3 separate regions of the Mus musculus genome follow, and all the other regions are linked to region 2. A link is a contact called in public Hi-C and promoter capture Hi-C data. All regions are on one chromosome and are shown on one strand. Each heading gives the region's core, a stretch centred on a gene start, on an enhancer-like site or on the middle of the called end of the contact. The rest is flanking DNA. Distances are from core to core; before and after follow the strand shown. Region 1 holds the start of Slc44a2 (solute carrier family 44, member 2). Region 2 holds the start of Anln (anillin, actin binding protein). Region 3 holds the start of Icam4 (intercellular adhesion molecule 4, Landsteiner-Wiener blood group).

Region 1 (2,700 bases), core at 150-2,649, 1.1 Mb before region 2:
ATCTGCCTGCTTGCTTCTGCCTCCAGAGTGCTGGAATTAAAGGTGTGTGCCACCATTGCCCAGCAACTTCTAAGGTTGCTTTTTTTCTTTTCTTTTCTTTTCTTTTTTTTTCTTTCTGTTTTTATCGAGACAGGGTTTCTCTGTATAGCCCTGGCTGTCTTGGAACTCATTTTGTAGACCAGGCTGGCCTCGAACTCAGAAATCTGCCTGCCTTTGCCTCCCAAGTGCTGGGATCAAAGGCGTGCCCCACCACGCCTGGCTTAGGTTAACCATTCTTTATTTTCTCAAGATTTATTTCTTTATTGTATATAATAGTGTTCTGCTTGCATATATGCCTGCATGCCAGAAGAGGGCACCAGATCTCATTATATATTGTTGTGAACCACCATGTGGCTGCTGGGAATTGAACTCAGGTCCTCTGAAAGACAGGATCTGGAAGAGAGCAGGCAGTGCTCTTAACCTCTGAGACATCGCTCCAGCCCTAATCATTGTTATTCTAGAACTTATTTTAGATCATGTCTGTCAACATTTCAAACCTTCCACTGATCAAAGAAAATTTTTGTTTATTGAGACTGGGTCTCACGTACCCCAGGCTGTCCTCAAACTCCTGTGTAGCTAAGGCTAGCCTGGAACTACTGTGCCTCCTTCTTCATCTCCCAAGTGCTGGAATGATAGGTGTTTTTCAAAACTACCTTTTAAGGTTGGACATGGTGGCATACACCTTTAAACCCCACACTCAGAGATAGAGGCATGGGTATCTCTCTTAGTCTGGTCTACATAGCAACTTTCAGGATAGCTAGGACCCCAGGGAGGCTCAGTCTCAAAATAATAATAATAATAATAATAATAATAATAATAATAATAAAGGAGATCCTGCAGCTTCTGCCTCCCCAGTGCTGGGATTGGAAGATTAAAGTCGTAAACCTCCTACCCAGAGGCCCAGGGACATGCCACTCCTTCTCTTTTATTCCTTTCTGACTTGTGTTCAAACTCTCAAAATCTTACCAATAGGATGAATGAGCACATGACAACTTTTTCTGCATCCCTAGCTCAGTCAGCGCTCAGTACCTGGACAAAGAATGACTTGCTGAGCGGTGGTTGAGCACACCTTTAATCCCAGTATTTGAGGCAGACAGATCTCTTGAGTTCCAGGCCAGCCGTGTTACAGAGTTCCGGTACATCCAGGGCTGCACAGAGAAACCCTGTCTAAAAACAAAACAAAAACAAACCCACAAAACCCAAAACAACAACAACAAAAAGAATGACTGACCAGCAGATGCAACACACTAATTGTCCACAGAGAGAGCGGACTGGAAACCAGAAGGTGGCTGCCCCCCAACGCCCCTCCCTGGGCACGCCCCTAAGGGGCGGGGCTGTCTTGGGCGTGCGCGCTGGGGGCGGTGTCAGGCGGGGCAGGGCGGGGCCAGCAGCGCGCGGTGTCTCCCGCCCGCTTGGGTTGGGGTCGCGCTGGCTTCGGACTCAGCTCTCCTCGGTTGAGGCCATGGAGGACGATCGGAAGGACGCAGTCTATGGTAGGAGTAGCCTCCGGCCTGTAGGTCGCCTGTGCTGACTTGGGAAGGAGGGGGTTTTGAGGAAGGGCAACATCTGAGAGCCTTAAAACAAAACACTCGTGGCTGCAGGCAGTACGAAGGCCCTTCTGTCCGCGTCCTCAGGCCTCTGCATCCCGCGCTGGCTCAGCCGGAGCTCTTGGCCCTAGCCCAGGTTGTCCCCCGTGTCTCTTTTCGGGGATCTTCAAGCTTACTCCCTTCCTGAGCGATGAGCCGGGACTTATGGCGCATGCTCCTCGCCTGGAGGTCCCGTTATCTGGGAGAATTAGGTGATGGGCGGGGGAGGGGATGCGAGGCGATCTTAGCTTGGGGTGTGGGCAAGAATGGGGCCCGACCTCGCCACATGTCCCGTCTCCTTAAGACCCAAGTGTCCTCCACATCTTCGCCATTTACATCCAGAATAGCGACTCCAAGCTTAGTACTAGATGGGGAAACTGAGGCAAGGCTGAAGAGTCCCGTATAACTGGAATTAGGTGCCTAATGCGACAGGGAAGGTCAGAGACGAGGCGGGCAGGCGGGGAGCAATGCAGAAACTTTCCCTGCCTGTGCTGATTGTTGCAGGTGCCTGTAATTTTAAGGGTTCCAGGAGACCCGGACCTCAGTAAGGCCTGAGGTGGCCTTAGCCACTTGGAGCTGGGGGTGGGGCCAAGATGCGGATTTCTCACCCTACCCGACTCCGGGTTCCCACGGACTGGGTGTTGAACTCTGAGCCTCCTTCCTCTTATCTATTTTAGGTTCCTTGGGCCTAAATCGGCCACAAGCCTTAAGAGGCATAGCTGAGACTCTGGCAGAGGGGCTCTATCCCTCCCCCTGATATACCACTTTGTGTGACTGGAACTTCCTGGAAACTGCTAGACTCTAGAGTCTTGGGGAGGGGGCCGGAAATGGTTCAAAAATAACTAGAAAAGCAAGTAGGCTCTCTGCCTTCCTCCTCTTTCCTGGGTCTGTGCGGTCCAGGGGGAGGAAAAAAAAAGAATAGACAGGTCCCAGAGGCTGTGACACACCCTTCCTGGCCTAAAGGAAGGTAGCAAGACCTAGCCTTTCAGGGCTCTCCCAGCTTGAAGTTGCCAGCCCCCAGACCACTAGAAGGTCTGAAGCCCCAGGCTCTTGGGTTGCTGTGCAACTATTGAGT
Region 2 (2,700 bases), core at 195-2,694:
CTTGGCAGCTGAGCCATCTCTCCAGTCCTCTATTAGAAATTCTAACGTTATCAAAATGTTGTTTTCCTCAAGATAACTGAGAACTTCAAACGGAGCACAGGGTGTGTGGGGCAGCATAACTGTCAAGTTGAAATCTTTAATTGTTGAAATCCTTAACTAGTATCTTGGGCTTAGCTTATGGAATTGTTAACTACACTACCCAAAATAAATTATTACTATCCTCTACGACATTTTTCAATGTAGTACAGAAACACTGTATGCCCACTTTACAAAACTCACAAGTCTTGAAATTTAAAGAACAGCTTGAAGCAAAAGAAAAAGAGGAACTGTCCTGCAATAAAAGAATGGGCCAACAGCAACACGCAATCCTGAATGTCGGTGTACAGCTGCAACGTGAAGCTAAAACTAGGCATAAATAATAAGATTAACAACGGAATCTAGACCTTATTTCCAAGGAAGAGATGAGGAAAGCATTGTTGAAATGATACGCTACATAAACACTGAGGTGTACCAACCCTACAGCATACACTTATAATTTTGTTTTGTACACGCTGAGGTAACTATAAGCCCTGTTTCCTTTCAACCAGTATCAACCCTGTGCATGAGACTTTCTTTCTAAAGTTAGTAGAGCCGTGACTTATGAAGGACGCCAGGCTAAAGCACCTGCTCATTTAGACTTCGGTGGTTTCATCACAGGATTCTTAAGCGCTCAAGCTCCTCTGGGCCTGTGAAGTCCTTTATCACTTCCATCAGATTCCAAGCACACAGTACGAGTCACTGGGCCGACTCCACCCTGCCAACTATTCCAGCTTTAGGGCAGGGCTTGTCCCACTAGGCCCCTGAGCGGCACTCTCCCGGGTCACAGCAAGACGGATGAAGGATGGAGGGAAGCGTGCTTTAAGTCCCGGGAGCCGGGGGGGCAGGCTCAAGCCAGAGCGCCCAGGCGCTCACACCCCGAGCCAGCACTTGGGGGAGTGGAGGAAGGCTAAACGACTACAGAGCTCGGGGTTTGCATGGGGTTTTTGAGGCCCTGCCTTCCCCAGAGCCAGGGACGGAGCAGCGAAGCCGGGGCGGCTGCGACCCCGCGGCTTCCGTCCGGCTGCACGCTCGCTGTGCGCACGCGCCACGCTGGCCGCAGGCTGACAGCGCGGGCGGGGGTCCCGGAGTCGGCAGGGGTCATGGTTCACAGCGCCCGCAGAGTCTCTCACCTCGGTAAACGGGTCCATCGCCCCAGGCCTCACCAGTGGACGGCTAGACGGTGGGTCCGACGGTTCAAACTCAGGAAGAGGAAAGAAGTGAGTGCAGGCTCGGCGCAGCTCCTGGAGGAGGACTGCAGTCGAGGCGGCGGGCGCTCTCACACCCAGTCGGCTCTGCCCTCCGCACCCACGGAGTCGGTAGGCTACCACGGCCGTTCAAAATTTGAATTTCAGCGCCCCGGACGACACGCATGCGCGCGGGGTGGGCGGGGCCGGGCGGGCCGCTTGCCCCCGCCCCTGAGCTAGGTCACGTGATGCGGCCAAGTTGGGACTGGTCCGGAGCTGCGAGCACTGCTCTCTCTCCTCCGCTTGGGTGGAGACGGTTCTGCCGTTGAACTGCCTAGGGAGAGGGCCCTGCCATCCCGCACGCACCCACGCACGCCGTAGCGGGTCCCTTCCTGACTCTGTCAGCTCCCGCCGCCCTGCCTTCTTCCTCCGTGGGCCTTACGAACCCGGTCCGGCCCTCTGGCCTTTGGGCCTGATCCTGCCACCAGAAGTGGGACTAGACAGCCAGCTTGACCTCCTGAGAGACCACTCTGGCGGGTCCCCACACTCTCAGCCAGTGACTAGTTCTTTGTTTGGTGGGGAAAAGAGATGACAGTAACAGACCCTTCGGTTTTAAATCCCAGTCAACTACCCAAAGCCAGCAGTGAGAACACTTTGAGAGAAGGGACAATCGGAAAGTCCATATTTAATAAAAGTTCCCGTTTAACAGGCAGAAAGCAGGACAAACTATTGCACGAGTAACTTTTAATCTGACTTTCCTTTTCCTCTTCCTGGGAGGGTCTTTTGGAGACCCTCACAGTGTCTTACCATTTGACATTCTGCTAGGCTTTCCAAGAATGTGTCTAAAAAGATGGGTTGCCAAACCTCTGGTAGTAGAACTGTTTGCCTTTATACGTCAAAAGGTCGACAAAGCACCAAAATCTCTGTGCCTAGGTTGGTGCTGTGAGAGCTAAAGTCCTTACGAGATTGTGTAAAACAGATGTATGGTAGCAAGGTTTATGGTTGAGTCTCTGTGTCCTAAATGAGTCCATAACAGGATCAACTGTGCTTATTGAACAGAAAAACTGAAAGTGTTGAAGGGTCAAGTCCAGAATCAAAGCTAAATAAAAATAGGAAGCTTGGGGCCAGCGACAGAGCACATGCTAGCTATGAGGGCGCTTGCTACCAAGTCTTGGGACCTGAATTCTAGACCCAGAACCAGTTCCAGCAAATTGTCCTCTGACCTGCACACACACACACAGGAAATAAATTAATGATGTTTTTCTAAGTAATAAAGAATTTAAAAATGTATAGATTGTAATAAACTGAATTTGGGGCATGGAATAAGAACTTCTTTAAGAGCAACTTCTAAGAATTCAGATCCTTGGGACCACAGTATAACAAGAATAATAAATTTCCTTGGTGCCTTGGAGCTGTGAAATGATAGAAAATGGAAGGA
Region 3 (2,700 bases), core at 146-2,645, 1.4 Mb before region 2:
CCACTTCCTCTGGCTGTCACAGAACAGGATGGTGGCCTGGGGGATGCACACTTGTAGCCTCAGAGCTAAGAGGACTCGGTGGATGGAGCAAGACTGTGAACACGTGTGACCCGGACCCACCTACAGCCCGGTGGACCTTCAGCCAAGAAACGCTGACTTCATTCTCTATTGCCCCTGCTGAGGGGCTCCTGCCTAAGGAAGACATGATATCCAGTAGACACAAGCAAGAAGACCACACTTCCCCCCGACACAGGAAAGCTGAGACATTGTCCCCAACTCTTCTTGATGTATTTATTAATTTAGAGTTTTACCAGCTATTTATTGAGTACCCTGTATATAGTAGATCAGTGAGGAGGTGAATGTATAAGTTATGGCCTGGACCCTGCTGCAGATGCTGTGAGAGTCTGGGGAAAGATCACATGGGTCGAGGGTTTCTCTACTGGTCAGGATGCTTTTCTCATAAGGGTCGACTTTTTTCACCAGTCACATAAACACTATGTGGACTGGCAGTGGTTCTCTGCTCCTCCACATCCTGGAGCGTCCCAGCACCTCCCCACCTACTTTTGTTCCCAATGTCAGCCACCATGCCTTAGCAGCTGAACAATCGAGCCTCATGCTCATGAAATCATGGTCCCAGGCGGCTCCACCTCAAAGAGAAAGCCTGGAAGGAAATGTTCCAACTCCTTAGAAGGGTCGTGCAAGCTGCTGTGGGAGGGTAAGCACCCCTCCCAGCACAGAAACCTTTCCTTTGAATCAATAAAGTTTTATGTCGGCCTGAGTGTCTTGTGAGTTTGTGTACAGTCATCACATCAGTTAGGCAAAGCCCTAAGGACTGCCGACTCCCATAATGCCTCAGGGTTGTCTGGTAACCTAACCCTAACTCTGAGTCTGTGGATCAGGTTGGTCCCCACCCCCACCCCCTTTCTTTTTTGAGACAGGTTCTCTTTGTGGCCATGGATGTCCTGAAATCTGCTATGTGGAATGGGCTGGCCTTGACTTCACAAAGATGGGCCAACCTGTCTCCTGAATGCTAGGACTAAATGACAAAGCCACTGCCATGTCTAGTAAAATCTACGTTAGATAGACAGGGTTTCCCAGTGTAGATCAGGATGGCCTTGAACTTACAGAGATCTGCCTCCCTGGGAGTGCTGGGATCAAAGGCATGTGCCATCACCAAGCGTTATTTTATTTTTTAATTTTTAAAGACTTCTTGGGGCTTACGTAAAAACTAAAGAGCAGGTCCAGAACTGTGCAATGGCTTTTGGTTGATTGTAGGGTCTGATGGGAGGGGAGGCAGGTATCTTCATCAGGGCCGGCCGAGGCCCATTCTGGGGCGTGGCCAGGGTGCCTTCTTATCTCCTGCGGCCAGCCTAAACTCCCTGGCGTTCCGCCCGCACTTCAGCGCGGGCTTTGTGCCATGGAGTCTGCCCTTCTGCTCCCGTCGCTTTTGCTGGTGGCTGCCTATCCGAGGGGTGGGAGCCCCCAGCAAGAGTGGATGCAAAGTCCTCCCGCGCCTTCCGTGACCTCAGCACCTTTCTGGGTGCGTCTTAATCCAGAGCTAGAGGCCGTGCCTCCCGGGGGCTCAGCGTGGCTTAACTGCAGCCACAACTGCCCCCTGCCGGTGCATTCCAGCCTGCGCACCCAACTGCGGCAGGGAAAGATAGTTAATGGATCCGGCTGGGTATCTTACCAGCTACTGGATGTGAGGGCCTGGAATTCCAAGGTGCGCTGCGTCGTCACTTGCGCAGGAGAAACCCGAGAGGCCACCGCCAGGATCACTGCTTACAGTGAGGGAGACCGGGGCTCAGGCCGGGCTGGGGTGAGGGGAGAGGGGTGGAGGAAGCGGATAGATGGTAATTGCTTTAAGGGGTGCCTGTGGGCCTTATCTCTCTTGCCTTAGAACGGCCCAGAAGCGTGATCTTGGAGCCTCCGGTCCTAGTGGGCCACAAGTACACTCTGCGATGCTATGTGACACACGTGTTCCCAGTGGGATTCTTGGTGGTGAGCCTGAGAAGAGGTGGCCGAGTGATTTATCATGAAAGCCTGGAGCGCTTCACCGGTTCAGATTTGGCTAATGTCACTTTGACCTACGTGATGCGGGCCGGACTCAACGACCTCTGGCAGCCACTCACCTGCCATGCGCGCCTCAATCTCGACGGGCTAGTGGTGCGCAGCAGCTCGGCACCTGTTATGTTGACAGTCCTCGGTGAGGCATCCTGTAATCCCAGGGAATGGGTGCGGGAGAGGGGATGTTGCCACTCCAAGGGGGCCTGCAGAACAGGCGTGGGCTCCACGCTTGGCGGTCCTCAGACCTCCTAGTTCCTGATTTTCACTCCTGCCCACAGCTTTAAGCCCAGCCTCTATAGCCTTGGCCTCTACCTCCATCGCAACCCTGGTGGGGATCCTCCTGGCTGTGGGGGCTGTCTACGTGCGCAAGTACCTGGCTGTGCAGACTTAGTTATAGATCTGTTTTCGATGCCTGACAAGAGGGAGGGGAAAAGAACTTCAGAGTAATTAATTCAGAGACTCTTATTGAAACAATAAAGTCTTCCTCCTCAGTCTCTGCCTTACGGTTCTTGGAGAAAGTGGTTTCTTTTTTAAGGTACCTTACTTTTTCCAAATTCCTTACGTAGGGGCTGAAGATTAGTAGATTAGAGGTAGTACTGGAGGAAACAACACCTTGAAATTTCTCCTTCAAGG

What was found. Promoter capture Hi-C pulls out the DNA fragments that hold promoters and counts their contacts. Hi-C and Micro-C count contacts between places; a contact is called where the count stands out from the background.
Region 1: a contact with region 2 is called in a promoter capture Hi-C map of pre-B cells, with 5 times the contacts expected there. The contact joins the promoter of Slc44a2 here to the promoter of Anln in region 2. A contact is called at or near these places in 1 of 39 promoter capture datasets (pre-B cells) and 1 of 9 other capture datasets (liver).
Region 3: a contact with region 2 is called in a Hi-C map of B cells, with 7 read pairs. The contact joins the promoter of Icam4 here to the promoter of Anln in region 2. A contact is called at or near these places in 1 of 39 promoter capture datasets (pre-B cells), 1 of 484 Hi-C or Micro-C datasets (B cells) and 2 of 115 datasets of contacts at active chromatin or transcription factors (astrocytes and pancreatic cancer cells).

Annotation. Positions count from the first base shown.
Region 1 is chr9:21,319,320-21,322,019 of GRCm38.p6, forward strand. It overlaps Slc44a2 (solute carrier family 44, member 2), which reads left to right and starts at 1,400. Exons shown (of 23, transcript NM_001359227.1): 1 at 1,400-1,532. The coding sequence starts at 1,502. Gm39302 (predicted gene, 39302) reads right to left here and starts at 1,795. Exons shown (of 2, transcript NR_166671.1): 1 at 1,271-1,795.
Region 2 is chr9:22,387,762-22,390,461 of GRCm38.p6, forward strand. It overlaps Anln (anillin, actin binding protein), which reads right to left and starts at 1,445. Exons shown (of 24, transcript NM_028390.3): 1 at 1,209-1,445. The coding sequence starts at 1,226. It also overlaps a transcript of 9530077C05Rik not described here.
Region 3 is chr9:21,028,037-21,030,736 of GRCm38.p6, forward strand. Icam4 (intercellular adhesion molecule 4, Landsteiner-Wiener blood group) reads left to right here and starts at 1,396. Exons shown (of 3, transcript NM_023892.3): 1 at 1,396-1,787; 2 at 1,901-2,206; 3 at 2,346-2,560. The coding sequence starts at 1,418. The coding sequence ends at 2,458. Icam1 (intercellular adhesion molecule 1) reads left to right here. Exons shown (of 7, transcript NM_010493.3): 7 at 1-778.